Linked DNA regions of Mus musculus: regions 1 and 3 are each linked to region 2. Evidence: chromatin contacts called from public Hi-C and HiChIP or PLAC-seq data. All regions are on one chromosome and are shown on one strand. The core of a region is the stretch at or near the end of the contact, and the rest is flanking DNA. Distances in the headings are between cores, read along the strand shown.

Region 1 (4,605 bases), core at 231-2,730, 100 kb after region 2:
ACTAGCTAACATGTTGCATGTTAAAACAATCAAAGAGGATCATTGCTGATTGTACTGGCTGGTTTTGTGTGTCAACTTGACACAAGCTGGAGTTATCACAGAGAAAGGAGTCTCCCTCGAGGAAATGTCCCCATGAGATCCATCTGTAAGGCATTTTCTCAATTAGTGTTCAAGGTGGGAGGGCCCATTATGGGTGATGCCATCCCTGGGCTAGTACTCCTGGCTTCTATAAGAAAGCAAGCTGAGCAAGCTAGGTGAAGCAAGCCAGTAAGCAACATCCCTCCATGGCCTCTGCATCAGCTCCTGCTTCCTGACCTGCTTGAGTTCCAATCCTGTCTTCCTTTGGTGATCAACAGCAATGTGGAAAGTGTAAGCTGAATAAACCCTTTCCTCCCCAACTTGCTTCTTGGTCATGATGTTTGTGTGGGAATAGAAACCCTGACTAAGACACTGATGAATCACAATTTTTCCCTCTGAGATTTCCATCTACTGGTTTCAGTTCTACCACTTACGGCTACAAGGATCACACAACACCATCTTCCTGTTCTTATCCTGTAGACTTTGCTACTCTGGCCCCTTTATTGCATGCATGCATGCTCCAACACATTCCAGCCTGATCACAGGATTACCAAGGTCCACTGCTTGGGCCTTACCTTTCACACTTGGTCTGTGCAGATTAAGAGGGACTCCCAGGCTATGAGGACTCATCCAACAGCAGAACCAATGTCACTGAGCTTCCTTAGCAGCAAGGATTTACCTCAGTTTAGGTGAAGGCATTTAGAGTCCCCTAGCCCACCCAGACAGAGGTGTCTCACTCTCATCAGTGTCACTTAATGAGGAATAATATGGCAGCTACCATACCTTCCCACCATGGTCTTGAAAAGCTTTCCTATTCACTAGAATCCCTGCAGGGACTGCCCCGAGGTCATTCTTTAACATCTGTGACTTGCAGACCTCACCTGGCTAAATACTGCCTCAGAGAAGATAACCCGTGGTCAAAGAATCCAAAGTTCTGAGTTATGAAGCAAGTTCCATTCTCTTTCTGGTGCCTCTTTTCTAATATTTAGAGGATATCTTCCATGGGTCCAGTGTAAAGATCCATTTCCTGAGTGTAAAATTTTCAGTGTTCACAAAATAGTATGTGCAGACAATAAACGTGGCTGTAGCTGCCTGTGAGGACCAAAAACAAAGTGAAAACACCATGTGAGGACCATGAGTGTGGTGATAGTCACCAATGGGCCAGCTCCAGAGGGTCTGAGGAGTAACTCTGAGGACTCAGCCCAAAAGCTTTACCCTCCACAGTTATGAGCTCTACTCTTTGCTGAAAGGTTCTAGCTCTTTCTTTCAGCTTCCTTTGTGAAATGGGGAAACTGAAAATATGCCATGCATCTATAGAAACTGAGAAAGCCTAAGTGGCCTATCTTCTCTTTGCAGTTACTTCTGGGCCCTTCTCCGTAGCTACTGCGGCTGAGGCTGCACCCAGTAGCTGGGTTTTCCCCCTGAGTGGTGAATCACAGATGTAGTTTCTCTAGCACAGGTTCTCAGAACGGTCCCAGCTGGGAGGCCTGCTGGTGGCCAAGTGATCCATCCCAGCTGCCATGCCTGAGACAGGGCTCCCAGATGGTGCTAGGTGACAAAAAACAGGTCCTGGCCTGGCTACAGGACTTGCCTGTCCACTCAAACTCAGGATGTGATTCATCACCAAAGGTCCTGGGAAAAGCTGAGCCCATCAAAACCATTTTAGTCCAGCCAAATTTGGTAGAGAGCATTGCCACTACCACCAAAGAACACCCACCAATCACGGCATACAGTACAGAGGTATCCAGAGATGCTGTGTACCCACCAAGTATTTAGGCATCAAAACTGACAGAGCAATTCAGAAGATAAGCTACCCACTAGAGACACCCTACATTCAACATACAAAGATAAGTAAAACCTGATAGACAAGCCAAACTTGCAGGGTCAGGGTAGGCCAGAACACAGACACAAACACTGTGCTAGAAAGCATATTCCTCATCTCATACAAAAGCATAACATCTGTGCACACCCAAGGATAGAGCCTCATATCAGCACCATAGCAGATTCAGGCAACATCTGCAATGTTCCCCTTAACTCCGCACATAGCACTCTTCTAGCAAATTATGGAGGCATAATTTGCAATGGTTAAAATCCAACACTCTGCTTCGACCCCAGTGGAAGATGAGGCTCGTAGAACATGGTAGGGATTCCCCAAGAGCATATGGTGAACATGTTGGGGTTTTTAAAATCAACATAATAAAAAAATAATTTTATAAAGTGCAGTGGTTTGAATATGCTTGACCCATAGGAAGTGGCACTATTAGGAGGTGTGGCTTGTTGGAATAGGTGTGGCCTTGTTTGGGGAAGTGTGTCACTGTGTATGCTGGCTTTGATGGCTCCTAGTGTTCAAGCTCTGCCCAGTGCAGAAGAGAGTCTCCTCCTGGCTGTCATTGGATCAAGATGTAGAACTCCTGACTCTTCCAGTATCATGTCTGTCTGCACACTGTCATGCTACCCACTATGGTCATTATGGGCTAAACCTCTCTGAAATTTTAAGCCAGTCACAATTAAGTTTGCCTTTATATGAGTTTCCTTTATAGCAATGAAACCGTAACTAAAAGAAAAGTTAGCTTTTATGAGCTATAACATCTATGCATGTTATATTGGGCTGTTGTTAAGAGTTGGAAGAGAAAGACTGCGCATATTAGATTCATTCCATTTTGGCACAGTCACTTCCTTAGTCAAACCACTCTAACTCAGTTGGCCAAAGGCCGACCTAGATCAAGCAGCTTCCCAAATCATCTCCTGCTCAATCTTTAGCATCCAGAATATAGCAAAGCCTCCTCTCAGAGCTGCTCACTCATTCCTCAATCTCAGCATAGCAAAACATCAGGGTGGTTAGAGAATGGAAACTCCAGGCTGGAAAGCCTTCTATGATCCACAGTTCTGTCAGGCTGAGTCTAAGCCACTTGACACGTGGGGCTCAGCATTTCCTCTGCAGCTCTGACAACTGTGCTCATCAGCAGGAAGGGCTGGAATGCCATCAGAAGGGACTTTGGGTGGTTGACACTGAGACACAGAAAAGGAGGATGGACTGGAGTAGGAGGGCAGAGGCCTTTAGGAACACTCCAGGGCCTCATGCCTGCAATTAACCAAGTCAAGATGAGGACGTGTTACTCCCTGACAATTATACAACCAGTAACCCACCTTCACCCCTGCCTGTAAGCTTTCCTGCTTCTCATGCCCCACATACTTGATAGCTGGTACCTTGCTGATGCCCTCCCCACATAGAACACTCTCAGTTCCCAGACTACCAGCCTCTGCCTGTTTCCGTTCCTGTAAATAGATAGTTTAGAGCCTTTGGCCATTGCTTGAGATGTTTTCTTGCTAAATGTCTAACTCATATAACCCTTTACTACGGTTACTCCAGCCAAGCACCACCTGAAGGACCACATCTCTCCTTCTGAGGTTTATCCTCTTGCCCATCCTTTCTTTGCCTTTGACATCTTGTTCTCTTCCTGGCCCTGATATGTTCTCATGTCTTTCTCTTCCCTTTTATTAGCTCCTAGGCCTCAATTAATTTCCTGCCACAGAGGCATTGTCTGCACTGACCTCCAGATCTCCTTGCAGATCCAGCCTAGGCCTGTCCTGAGCTGTAGACAGGAATATCAGAATCCCTCTGAATTTTCCAATCATCTAGCCCACCAACTCCTAGGCTCCATCAGTCTGCTTGGATTATAGAGCCTATAGACTGTATAGCTAATACCCTGGTCTCTGCCTGGACCACTGCAATAAGTTCCCCACCTCTGGTGTTAACCTTTTGCCCATCCAAATGTTACAATCTAGGAGTGTTAATCAGGTTTATTTTCTCTGCCAGTTAAAGAATTAAAGTGCATGGAAAAATCTTGAGTGCAACAACTAGCAGCAGGAAAAATCTCAAACACAGCAGATATTATTAACCAGGAAGAAAGACTTCCTAGGGATGGGGAAACACACTCAGCAAGGCACAGAGAGGAAACCCCTTTGCAAAGCAGAAAGGGAGCTCTGGAGCCTGAAATCTGACCCCTCATAGTGACCTGGGGGGTTCAGGATCTTTGAAGAGTCTTCCCCTAATCTATGATTGGTCAGTTTGAACGAAGAGAAGCTGATGAGTGAGCCAACAACTTCAGGTGAATGTTTCCTGGACCCAGTCTTGAAGTTGTCAGACTAGTAAGCCTTCAGGCGTGCCTTTCTGTCAGGAGGATAAGGAGAATAGCAGGCCTCTGTCCCATGCCCAACGAGTAAGGAAGAAGCCAGAAGTTTCCTATCTTTGTTATCTATCTTTGGTCTGCTCTCCCTGTCTGTCTGCCTATCAGGAAATTGTATAACTCCTAGTCCCTAACAACCATAGTCACATGCCCCCAACTGCTGAGGTATCTTTCTTAAGAAAAATCAATCATGATTCTCACCCGTTTAAACTCTTTAAAATGTCCCTACCACCAAAGGAAAGTCCAAACAACCTTAGGAAAACCTTCCTTGCTGATCCGGAAGAGCTAGCTCCCCATACTCTCTCTTCATCCTTCCTCAATTTTTCTCCAACTGTAATAA
Region 2 (4,878 bases), core at 1,779-4,278:
ACCCAAGGAGCTGAAGGGGTCTATAGGTGGAACAACAATAAAAACTAACCAGTACCCCCAGAGCTCGTATCTCTAGCTGCATATGTAGCAGAAAATGGCCTAGTCAACCATCACTGGGAAGAGGGGCCTCTTGGTCTTGCAAACTATATATGCCCCAGTACAGGGGAATGCCAGGGCCAAGAAGTGGGAGTGGGGGGGGGGGGGTAAGGGAGCAGAGCAGAGGGAGGATATGCGGAAATTTCGGAATAACATTTGAAATGCATATAAAGAAAATATCTAATAAAAAATAAATTAAAAAAACAAACTCAGATCTGGGCAGTTTATTCTGCCATACTTTTTTTTTAAAAAGTGTGTGTGTGTGTGTGTGTGTGTGTGTGTGTACATGCATGCTCTCACACACATGAGCATGTGAACTCCTGGCTTAAAAGCTCCTTAGAAATGTAGAACTGAAGTCTCTCTCCTGTCCCTGAGAAACTTGGAAACAGTTTGATATTTGAAAAGCAGTGATGTTTGAAAAGTTCTGGAGGTTCCTAGGCCTTTTCTACTTCTACACATCCTTAGGCACCTAAAAAGGAGGATGTTCTAAGACATTAGGTGCCTGGTGGTACCCTAGAGCCAAAAAGGAGGAAAATGAATTTATCAATAAATACCTGGGGAGCAGAACTAATCAAAGTGTCCCAGGACTTCAAGGGTGACTCAACTTTTAAGAATTCTTCAGATCATCAAACTCCCAAGGAGATGTAGGAAGTGAAGATTCTCCAGCGTATTGATCCCATAGTTCATGGTTTTCCTTAGCATCACGCCTTAGGACAAGGTTACAGATCACCTGTCAGAGGCTGATAGATGTTCTTGAGATGGGTTAATGAGTGTCCAAGGTGAAAGTTAAAAACGTGTTTCCACTTTGCAGGACAAGGGAAAGAGAGTTAGAACTGGGCCCAGGCAAAGACTAGATGTACCCAGGGAAGAAATGTGCTTCTCCTGCCTTCAGTAGCACATCTTGTATGCTATCACTGACTCTTCAGGGCTGACATAGCCAAATCCTCACATGAACGAGAAAGGAAAGGGGCTCAAGTGTCCAGGGTTCACATGGCGTGGCTTTCTTAAGCGATCCCGACCTTAGTAGCCACACTAACATCGCCCACTCAAGATTGGGCATTCTTTGTCCTGCACAGAAGTTCTGAGGGGTAAAATGGAGCCTTTAACTAAGGCAGGTTTCTTTCTCAGAAACAATCTAATCAAGTTTGAAAACCCAGGAATTATGTGGTCAATTAAGATGGGGGAGTTCTCTACTTTTTTCTCCCCAGACTCCTGCCTCCAAGACAGGATGAATCCTAACTCCTACCACTCACAATGTCTCTCCTACAGTCTCCATGTGTCCACCTTGGGCCTGGCTCTTCTCTGGGGATGACATGTTTTTTTACCTTGTAGCATTTCCTCCCCACCCCCAGCAATGCCTACGGTCAGTCCCCTGTTTCATCAGGCCTTAGAGGTCCTTCCACTGGAGACAGATTTCACTCTCAAAAAAACAGAGAGGCCGATATAAAAGCTACTTTGGGGTCTTCGATAAAACGGGACCTCTACTTTCATTTCTATTTCCAAATCTGGTCTTTGAAATCCACCTTGTTCTGTATATCTTTCTCCTGTGACATTTTCTGGTGCTGGCCCAATCCAAGGGTGTATAAGAGATAGCAGGATTCTTTTCCCAAGGCCCTGGATAGATGTCCTTTAATAATGTGGAGAAGCACACAGATCCAAGATGAGTTCATTACAGAAATGGCTGTTCCCTTTTTTTTTTTTTTTTTCTTCAGACATTGATATCTGCAGCCTCCTCATGGCCAAGGTCTCTGTCACCTAATGTTCATTTTGTGAGTTTGGAGCAGGATACTTCATTTGCCGCTACTCTTCTGTGTCCTCTGACTAATTTCTTAACTCTAGAAAATTGCACTTTTGGTCAGCTTTTGTGTGGGCTCAGCTATGAGGCCTTTGCAAATTACTTGCAATAAATGTTCCTGTGCAGGTATTTTGCTTTCATTCTACCATTTTTCAGCCTTCTGTCTCTTTCTGAGTAATTCTTGAGTCCCATGTTCCTGAGCTAACTCTTCTCCCATAGTGTTCTCCTTGCCCCTATACACCCTGTATGCCTTCCTCTAATTACTGGGATAGGACCTAAAGGACTAGATGTGGACATGCCCAACTACTAGCATAGCCTGACAAATACTCTGATCCCAGTGAGAAGTTGCTAGGAAGATGAACCAGGAGGGAACAGTCTAGTCTCCTCCTAATTCCAAGCATCTCTTATATTTAATTTATAAAAAACAAAGACACCTGAGTTAACAAGCGGGATTTGTACCTATTCTTTGTTTAGTCACAGGAATATTAAATTATCCTCTTCAAATATTTTCCACAGATGGTGGGGTGGAAGAATAGTATCTCTTTGTAGGGATATTATGAGCTGAGCAAGGATATGCATAAAATATGCTACAGAATCTGATTTATAGTAAATCTTTAAGGAAAGGAGTCATCTTTGGAGAGTCCTTCTTCTGAGTTTAGTCTCCCCTTAAGACTAGGATCCTTGGATCTATTTTCTCTATGATATTCAACTTCCATTTTCAGCTTGACTCCAGGTCAGGTTAGAAAGTAAAGATAAAAGAAAGTTTAAGGAGTAGCAAGTAATGAGCAAGCAATAACGGTAAGAGGAATCACTCACTGAAGGCTGTAATTCATCCTCATAGCAGCTCCATCAGTTACAATGTTGCTGATGGTGAGGTTCTGTCAACTGAGCAAGTTGCTCCAAATTACATGGCAGAGCTTTGATTTGAACACAGCTTTGAACACAGCTTTGAACACAGCCTATCTATAAAGCCCACATCTTTTGTTATTATTATTATTATATCCTAATTCAGCCTAAGAATATGAGATTAGTTCGTTACAGTGGGGCTTGGAAGGGGACAGGGTGAGCATGGGAGACTCTGGAAGGAGAAAGAGTACAAGGAAGTGAGAACTTCAGAGCCACAGAGAGGCAGGAAGGGGTTATACAGCTTAACAAAAGGTTCACATTCACAGCCACGCTCCCCAGCCTACCTACTAGCAGTGTTTCCCATAGCTGCTAAAATATTGTGGACCAGGGAATCCTGGACAATACTGAGAAACTCAATGTACAGATATAAAATAGATGGGTGAGTTTCTTTGTGCTCTCTTATAAACAGGTAGAAAAAAAACAGAAACAAACCATTCTTGACTGGATGAGGAAGAAACATAGAGGGCTAACTCAATCAGAAACGTTAATCAGTGAGATGAAAGGCTCAGATGTGAAGACTTCCCACTTACCTCTTCCTGTCTCTTAAGAGATGTTCTCGACAGTTCTGTACTGGAGGCTGCCCCTCTCACTTTCTGCTTAGAAACACTTCTGATAGCCCAGAAGTCTGCCAGGCTGAGGCCAAGAGAGGACGAAAATAGATAGCCATGTAGTCAGCTGTCTACACTCAGTCTAGACCAGTGGTTCTCAACCTTCCTAATGCGTTGATCCTTTAATACAGTGCCTCATGTGGTGGTGATCCCCAACCATAATATTATTTCAATGTTACATTATGACTATAATTTTGCTATTGTTATGAATTATAATGTAAATATCTGGTATGCAGGATATCTGATATTGACCCTTGTGAAAGGTTTAGTCTCCCAAAAGGAGTCAACCCACAAGTTGAGAATCTCTGCCCTAGATCAAGGAATTCATGGAGACCACACCCTGATGGTTAATGGGTCAATGGGGAGGGGAACTTTTAAAGTACATAATAGACACATACATAATAGGCCCCAGGACAAAGGTTTGTTATCATCATTGATGTCAAATTCAATGCAGTCTCACCCTCTAGAATTCCTCTGAGATTCTTAGGACTCTTCTCCTAGAGACAGCCCCATAACCACTTCCTAGCTCCTATTTGTTTGTTTTGGATATGATCTGTCATGGCAAAATGGAGGGTGATCAAGTAAGTAGATCTTTCTGTACTTTAAAGCAGTAAATGTAAGTGAATGAGGGAAGCTGGGCTGCAGTTCAGTGGTAGAGTGTTTGCATGGTATGTGTGGTAACATAGGTTCAATTCCAGGTACTGCCAGAGAAAAAGAAAAGAAAAGAAAAGAAGAGGAAAGAGAAAAGAGGAGAGGAGAGGAGAGGAGAGGAGAGGAGAGGAGAGGAGAGGAGAGGAGAGGAGAGGAGAGGAGAGGAAAGGAAAGGAAAGGAAAGGAAAGGAAAGGAAAGGAAAGGAAAGGAAAGGAAAGGAAAGGAAAGGAAAGGAAAGGAAAGGAAAGGAAAGGGAAAAGATGAGAAAGAGCTAAGATGTGGTAGAGAGAGATGGGGGAAGAGAAGAAGGGAGAGGGAGCAGTATCCTGCCAAGACCACCTCAGAGCATAGATGTGTGACTTAAATCACATAATCCCAAGTAGCCTTGTAGGCAGTGAGGTCTTAGTTGTTGGGGTCTCAGCATATGACTCTGGTCTTGGTCTCAGAACTAACTGGCTCAATACTATAGGGTAGCTTTCCACTCAAACATCCTTCAGGGTCAATGCTATCCCCATTGCACCTATTTACCCAGAGCCTAGGTACCTCTCAATGTACCTTGTTCTCTTGGACAATCTAGTTTTGACCCTGGAAAATCAGAGGCTAATAACTCAGCCTTCTGCCTCCTCATCTCCCCATCCATTTCCTGCAGTCACATTTTCACAAGTGAACAGACAAAAGATGGCTGAATCTTGGAGGATAGAGATTATATTTGTGAGTCCCTTTTGTGGTACCTATAGAACTCATGAGCCAACACAGAACTAATCGTCTAGTGTCTAAGATGTTATTTGCCTTAAGAGTAAAAAGGAAAAGGAGGAGCAAAT
Region 3 (4,577 bases), core at 1,816-4,315, 130 kb after region 2:
CCATCTCCCATGCCCTCCCAGGACTTCCAGCCATGCAGCTGCTGACTGGCTTCCTGTCTTTGAAGATTACGGTGCTTTGAATCTTCCAGCATGGTAGATAAATGTAGCTGCATGGTGACTCTGACACTCGGTGTGATTACTCAATAATTGCCTACATAAACTCTTCTTTTAATGAGTATAATTACTTGCCACTCCTAACAGTGGTCACCACAACGTTTCCCTAAAGTCAAGGCCTGGGTCCCATGCAGGAAACCAGACAAACGGGAAAGGAAAGGTCTGGGTGGGCCTGGGGTGTTTCACCAAGGAAAAGGAACACAGGTCGCTCTGGGTTTTCTTTTGGAACCAAAACTAAGAACTGCAGACCCAAAAGAGGAACTATCAAATCAAAGCCTTTCTGGCTTAACTTACCGGTGGAACTAGTTAGCTCTCCACTCCCTTAGGTTAGCCCGTCCCACAGTGAGGGGGCTTTGCTTTCCTTTTTGACAGATCAGGAGATTAAAGCTCAAGGATTTGGGAGTTCAGGTTCTCACAGCTAACAATTGTCTATGCTGGGAACTGGATCCATGTTCTCTTTCCTACTATTCTGTTCCCAGCCCTGATACTATCAAATGTGTCCAGAGAGTGACCGTTCAGGACAAGAGCTGTTGCCATAGCCTTTTCTTCTTCTTTGCCTTCATTAGTTATTTTTTTCCATTGTCATTCACACTTAGGTCAGACTTTAAAGGAAAGAGGGAAAGTGGATGTCATATGAGAAGACAAAAGAAAAGTGGAGCCCAGAGGAAAATCCCAAAGAGAAGTGAAATTCAAAGATACTTGTCATTAACACACACACACACAGGCACACGGACTTATACACACACACACACACACACACTCACACAGCCATACACACTCACAGGGGCATACAGACACTCACAAATACATGAGAACATACACACACCCACAAGGGGACACGCATGCACATGGGCACACATATGCACATGGACACACACTCACAAAGATACATATACTCACACAGGCACACATACACTCACAGGGACATACACACACTCACAAACACACAAGAACATATAGACATACACATAGGCGCACACACACACTCACATGGGCACACACATATAGGGGGGAATCCGGATCCCAGGACCCCTGGAGTCACAGGTATCTGATTCAAGACCTAGAGCCACCACGTCTTGTCCTTGTGCAGGTCACTTCTTTCCCTCTGCCTCTGTGGCCCATCCAATGACTAGTACTGACAGGCAAGTCACAAGACTATGAGGACTGAAGGTTGGGCTGGGTCACAGGAGCTCAGCACAGCATCTGACACATGGTAAGCACAAGCCACCAATTACGATGATTACTAATTCTCCCACAAGGGTTTCCTGCTCTCCATACCTTTTGTTCTATAAATAAGACAATGAAACTATAGGCATACTCTTTAGTGGACATAAGCATGACAAATGGGAGAAACAGAGACCCTCAGGGGAACCATCCAGAAGGAGTACATAGCTGAGCACTGTAGGTTGTTTCTGCTGAATAGCTGAGACTACGGTAGAAAGCAGGATGAATAAGAAACACAGCCCAGTGGTTAGGTACAAAGAGAAACACAAACGGAAGCCTAAGAGATCTGAGAGCAGACAGGGCACCAGAAACCATTGTTTTTTAGGTGATTGTTAGAGATAAACTCTTCATGCACAGTTTACCACTGACAGGTTGCTTCTTCTGCAGCAAATTTACTTATCCAATAACTTGACAGAAATTGAAGTTTGAATTTGGCAAGTGAAACACCCAGGCTAGACTCTGGATCCTGCATTGACAACCGATCTTCATAGCCAATCTTCCAGGAGCCAGAAGCCAAACGAGTCTGGTCTTACAAGACATTGATTTCCCTCTAAGCCCACCAAAGCCTTCTAGCTTTGTAGCTCTAGGTAGGGTCCAATCTTTCACCCACCTTATAGGCTCCCACTGGGAAATGGCCGAATCTCTTAGAACCTTCCCTTGCAGGGAAGCAGGCTTTCAGAGTTTCTGATACTTGCATAAAGAGAACTGTCTTAGCAGAAAGGGCCAGGGAAGAGTCTTTCACACACCAGAGCCCCTCTGAACATCAGAGCTCAGAAGTTCATTTCAATGAGTCCCTCTGTGGAGTATCCGTGTAGGCGGTTCTGACAGGGGGCCTGCAGAACTGTACTAGTGAAGGCTTGGAGCTTTTGCAAGGTTTGCAAGCCAATCTGGACCCCCTAAAACACTCCTATCCCCAACCTAAGCCAAGAACTTCCTATACAAATTATTTCCGAGGCAAAGGGCATATCCTGCTCTACCATGCACCCCCACGGTGAGATCGTGGGCCAGCTGGTGGTGTTAAGATCTGTGAAAGGGCTTTTGTAAGGAGCCTGCTCTCCCAAGGGCAACTGTGTGTCCCTCCGCCCTCTCTGTCCAGAGCCCTGGGGAAAGGAAGTCAGAAAGGCTAGAAGCCAGTCCTGCAGTTCTGTTGTTCTGCAGTTCCCCCCAACCCCCACCCCGTGGGGGGCAAAGACAGCAGTGAGTTTCTGCTACACTGAGGCCAGGCCCTCACCTGCTGTATTGTCCTGGGAAACCGAGTCTGTGCTGGGTAAGAGAGAGGTGGGGCTCAGGAGTACTGAAGGAAACGGGGATGCAGAAGCAGAAGGCAGGAGTGGGGGGACTGGGGTCTGCAGATTCTGTCTGGCAGCATCTTAATAATAGCAACACATCTCCCTCGGGGCTGGCTCGCGCTCGGGCCTGGGATGGTATTGATCAGTTCATCCTGCCTACTTCATTATGTTGGCAAGAACCTCTCAAGCGCTCCTCAACTTCTACCCTCTCCCCTGTCTCCCGACCCAGGCAGTACCCAGCTGAGCTCTGCGCGGAGTTTTGTTTGGTAAGCTAGGTTTTGTCAAAGAATGGGGTGTTTTCTTTGCGGTGGGGGTCCGGGACACAGGGATCTAACCCAGTGGCCAGCTTGGCGGCGGCGGCGAGCGACACACCTCGCTAGCTCTGCCCCAGCCGGCCCCTTTAATTCGAGTTCGCTGCGGGGCCAGGTGCGGCGCTGCGTGGCGCGGTGCGGCGCGGTGCGGCTGCGGGCGGCGGCCGGGCGCTCCGTACGCGCCGCCCGCGGGACTGCAGAGTCGGCTCCCGGCTGGCCGCCCGCACCCCGCCGCCACCACCGCCACCGCCCGCTGTCCGGGTTCTGCCTGTGCTGGCTGCCACCCAGGAACATGGAGGCTCTGGTACCCATCTGCAAGGGTAAATCAGTGTCCGGCATTCTGCTGCGCATGCTGCCATCCCTGACCGGCTGCAGCGCCCATAGGGGCTGCAGGGTACCACGGTAGTCTGGGTGGGCGAGGTGGTGCCGACCCTTGATGTCGGCCTGAAGGGCTGTGGATCCGCACCGGCTGCGTGGGACTTAAGGGGGAGACTTGTTCCTGCAGAAGAGTGCATGGAATGGGCTCGGGGACCCTGTGGTCTGTGCGTGACATAGGGCGGAGGGCGCAGATTGGAGCTGGCGGGTGATGGGAAGTGCAGCTGACTGCATAGCCACCGCTGGTAAATAGTGGGTGGGTAGGACCCGAGTCACTTGGGTCCTCCTGGTTGCATTTGCCTCTCGGCAACGGAGTAAAATGGGCTTCTCTGCAGTCTCTTGTTTTTTCCACTTGGCCGGGGTGGTGGGCTGCCGTGAAGCTCTCCAGCCTAAAAGGAAGCTAGATCTGGAGCAGCTGCCTGGCGACGCCTGCTCTGCACCCTCAGAGTTCGGGCTCCTGTGTTTCAGGTGGAGATGGAGTCTTGGTGGTCCCTCGGCTGGACCTCGCAGGCACCAGCTAGGCTGCCCTCCGGCCCGCAGCGGGAGCCCACCGCACTGCGCAGGAAGGGGTTAAGGTGGCACACTCTAGCGGTCCGGCGGCTGTGGGCTCCGGTCAGCCCAGCGGATTCCGGCGGGAGCGCGCCCGGCGGAATCCCGGCTGGAACCCCGGGCGATGGGAGAGGGCCCAGACCCCTCCCCGGCTCTGGGGCCAGCGGGATTGGGTCGGCGGGGGGCCAGCCCGGAAGCCAGCTTTCTCTAGGCTCCCCCTCTATGTGAAGCCAATCCGCCCCGCAGTCAGGCAGCTTGAGCGTTTGTTCTGTGCTTCCCTGCCGAGATGTGAGGGATTTTCTCTTGGGAAGAAATCGGTGGTCGAGTGCTTGCCCAGCTCAAATGCCACCCAACCCAGAGCAAGGCCTGAGGCCCAGGGATCCTGGAGGGAGAGTAAGTTCAAGCGACCCCTTCTATTAGGCATTCTACAGAGGCAATCTTGCTGCTTGTGGGACCTCTCTAGCTGGGAAGGAGTGTGTGTTGTGGAGGAAGGATTGCTTCTTTACCAGGACATGGCTAAGGTCAGAGAGGAAAACCCTCCCTCTTGGGAGATATGTCTTCTGACACCAAGAAAGCTGGGTCGCTTCTGTTGGCAACTGAGGTCTAGGGAGAAAGTGCTTCAAGCTGATGGGAAGGGAAAGCTTATGGTTATCCAGGAGAGGTTAGGAAAAGGCTCCTGTGGTGGATCTCATTCACAAGTGTCATGGAAAGTAGA

The links. A called contact is a pair of places that touch in the nucleus more often than the background predicts. HiChIP or PLAC-seq counts read pairs in DNA pulled down with a chosen protein or histone mark.
Region 1: a contact with region 2 is called in an H3K27ac HiChIP or PLAC-seq map of regulatory T cells, with 2.6 times the contacts expected there. The contact joins two enhancer-like sites. A contact is called at or near these places in 1 of 15 datasets of contacts at CTCF or cohesin (CD8 T cells), 3 of 484 Hi-C or Micro-C datasets (the C2C12 cell line, nephron progenitors and regulatory T cells) and 4 of 115 datasets of contacts at active chromatin or transcription factors (CD8 T cells, SST interneurons and regulatory T cells).
Region 3: a contact with region 2 is called in a Hi-C map of CD8 T cells, with 2.7 times the contacts expected there. The contact joins the promoter of Kcna2 here to the enhancer-like site in region 2. A contact is called at or near these places in 7 of 39 promoter capture datasets (3T3-L1-derived adipocytes, the HPC-7 cell line, cranial neural crest and 3 more), 1 of 484 Hi-C or Micro-C datasets (CD8 T cells), 2 of 115 datasets of contacts at active chromatin or transcription factors (CD8 T cells and embryonic forebrain) and 1 of 9 other capture datasets (adipose tissue).

Annotation. Positions count from the first base shown.
Region 1 is chr3:107,075,296-107,079,900 of GRCm38.p6, forward strand. The region is part of intron 2 of Gm38712 (a long non-coding RNA gene); the gene reads right to left. Among named protein-coding and RNA genes, the nearest start is that of Gm38712, 15 kb to the right of the region's middle. Within about 2 kb of position 1,481, at least 46 of the 459 cell types and tissues checked have an H3K27ac peak or open chromatin away from gene starts, as enhancers often do. A contact at or near this core is called in CD8 T cells and regulatory T cells, where this site is marked.
Region 2 is chr3:106,971,268-106,976,145 of GRCm38.p6, forward strand. The region is part of intron 1 of Gm27008 (a long non-coding RNA gene); the gene reads right to left. Among named protein-coding and RNA genes, the nearest start is that of Gm27008, 7.9 kb to the right of the region's middle. Within about 2 kb of position 3,029, at least 13 of the 459 cell types and tissues checked have an H3K27ac peak or open chromatin away from gene starts, as enhancers often do. A contact at or near this core is called in CD8 T cells and regulatory T cells, where this site is marked.
Region 3 is chr3:107,098,502-107,103,078 of GRCm38.p6, forward strand. Kcna2 (potassium voltage-gated channel, shaker-related subfamily, member 2) reads left to right here and starts at 3,066. Exons shown (of 3, transcript NM_008417.5): 1 at 3,066-3,258.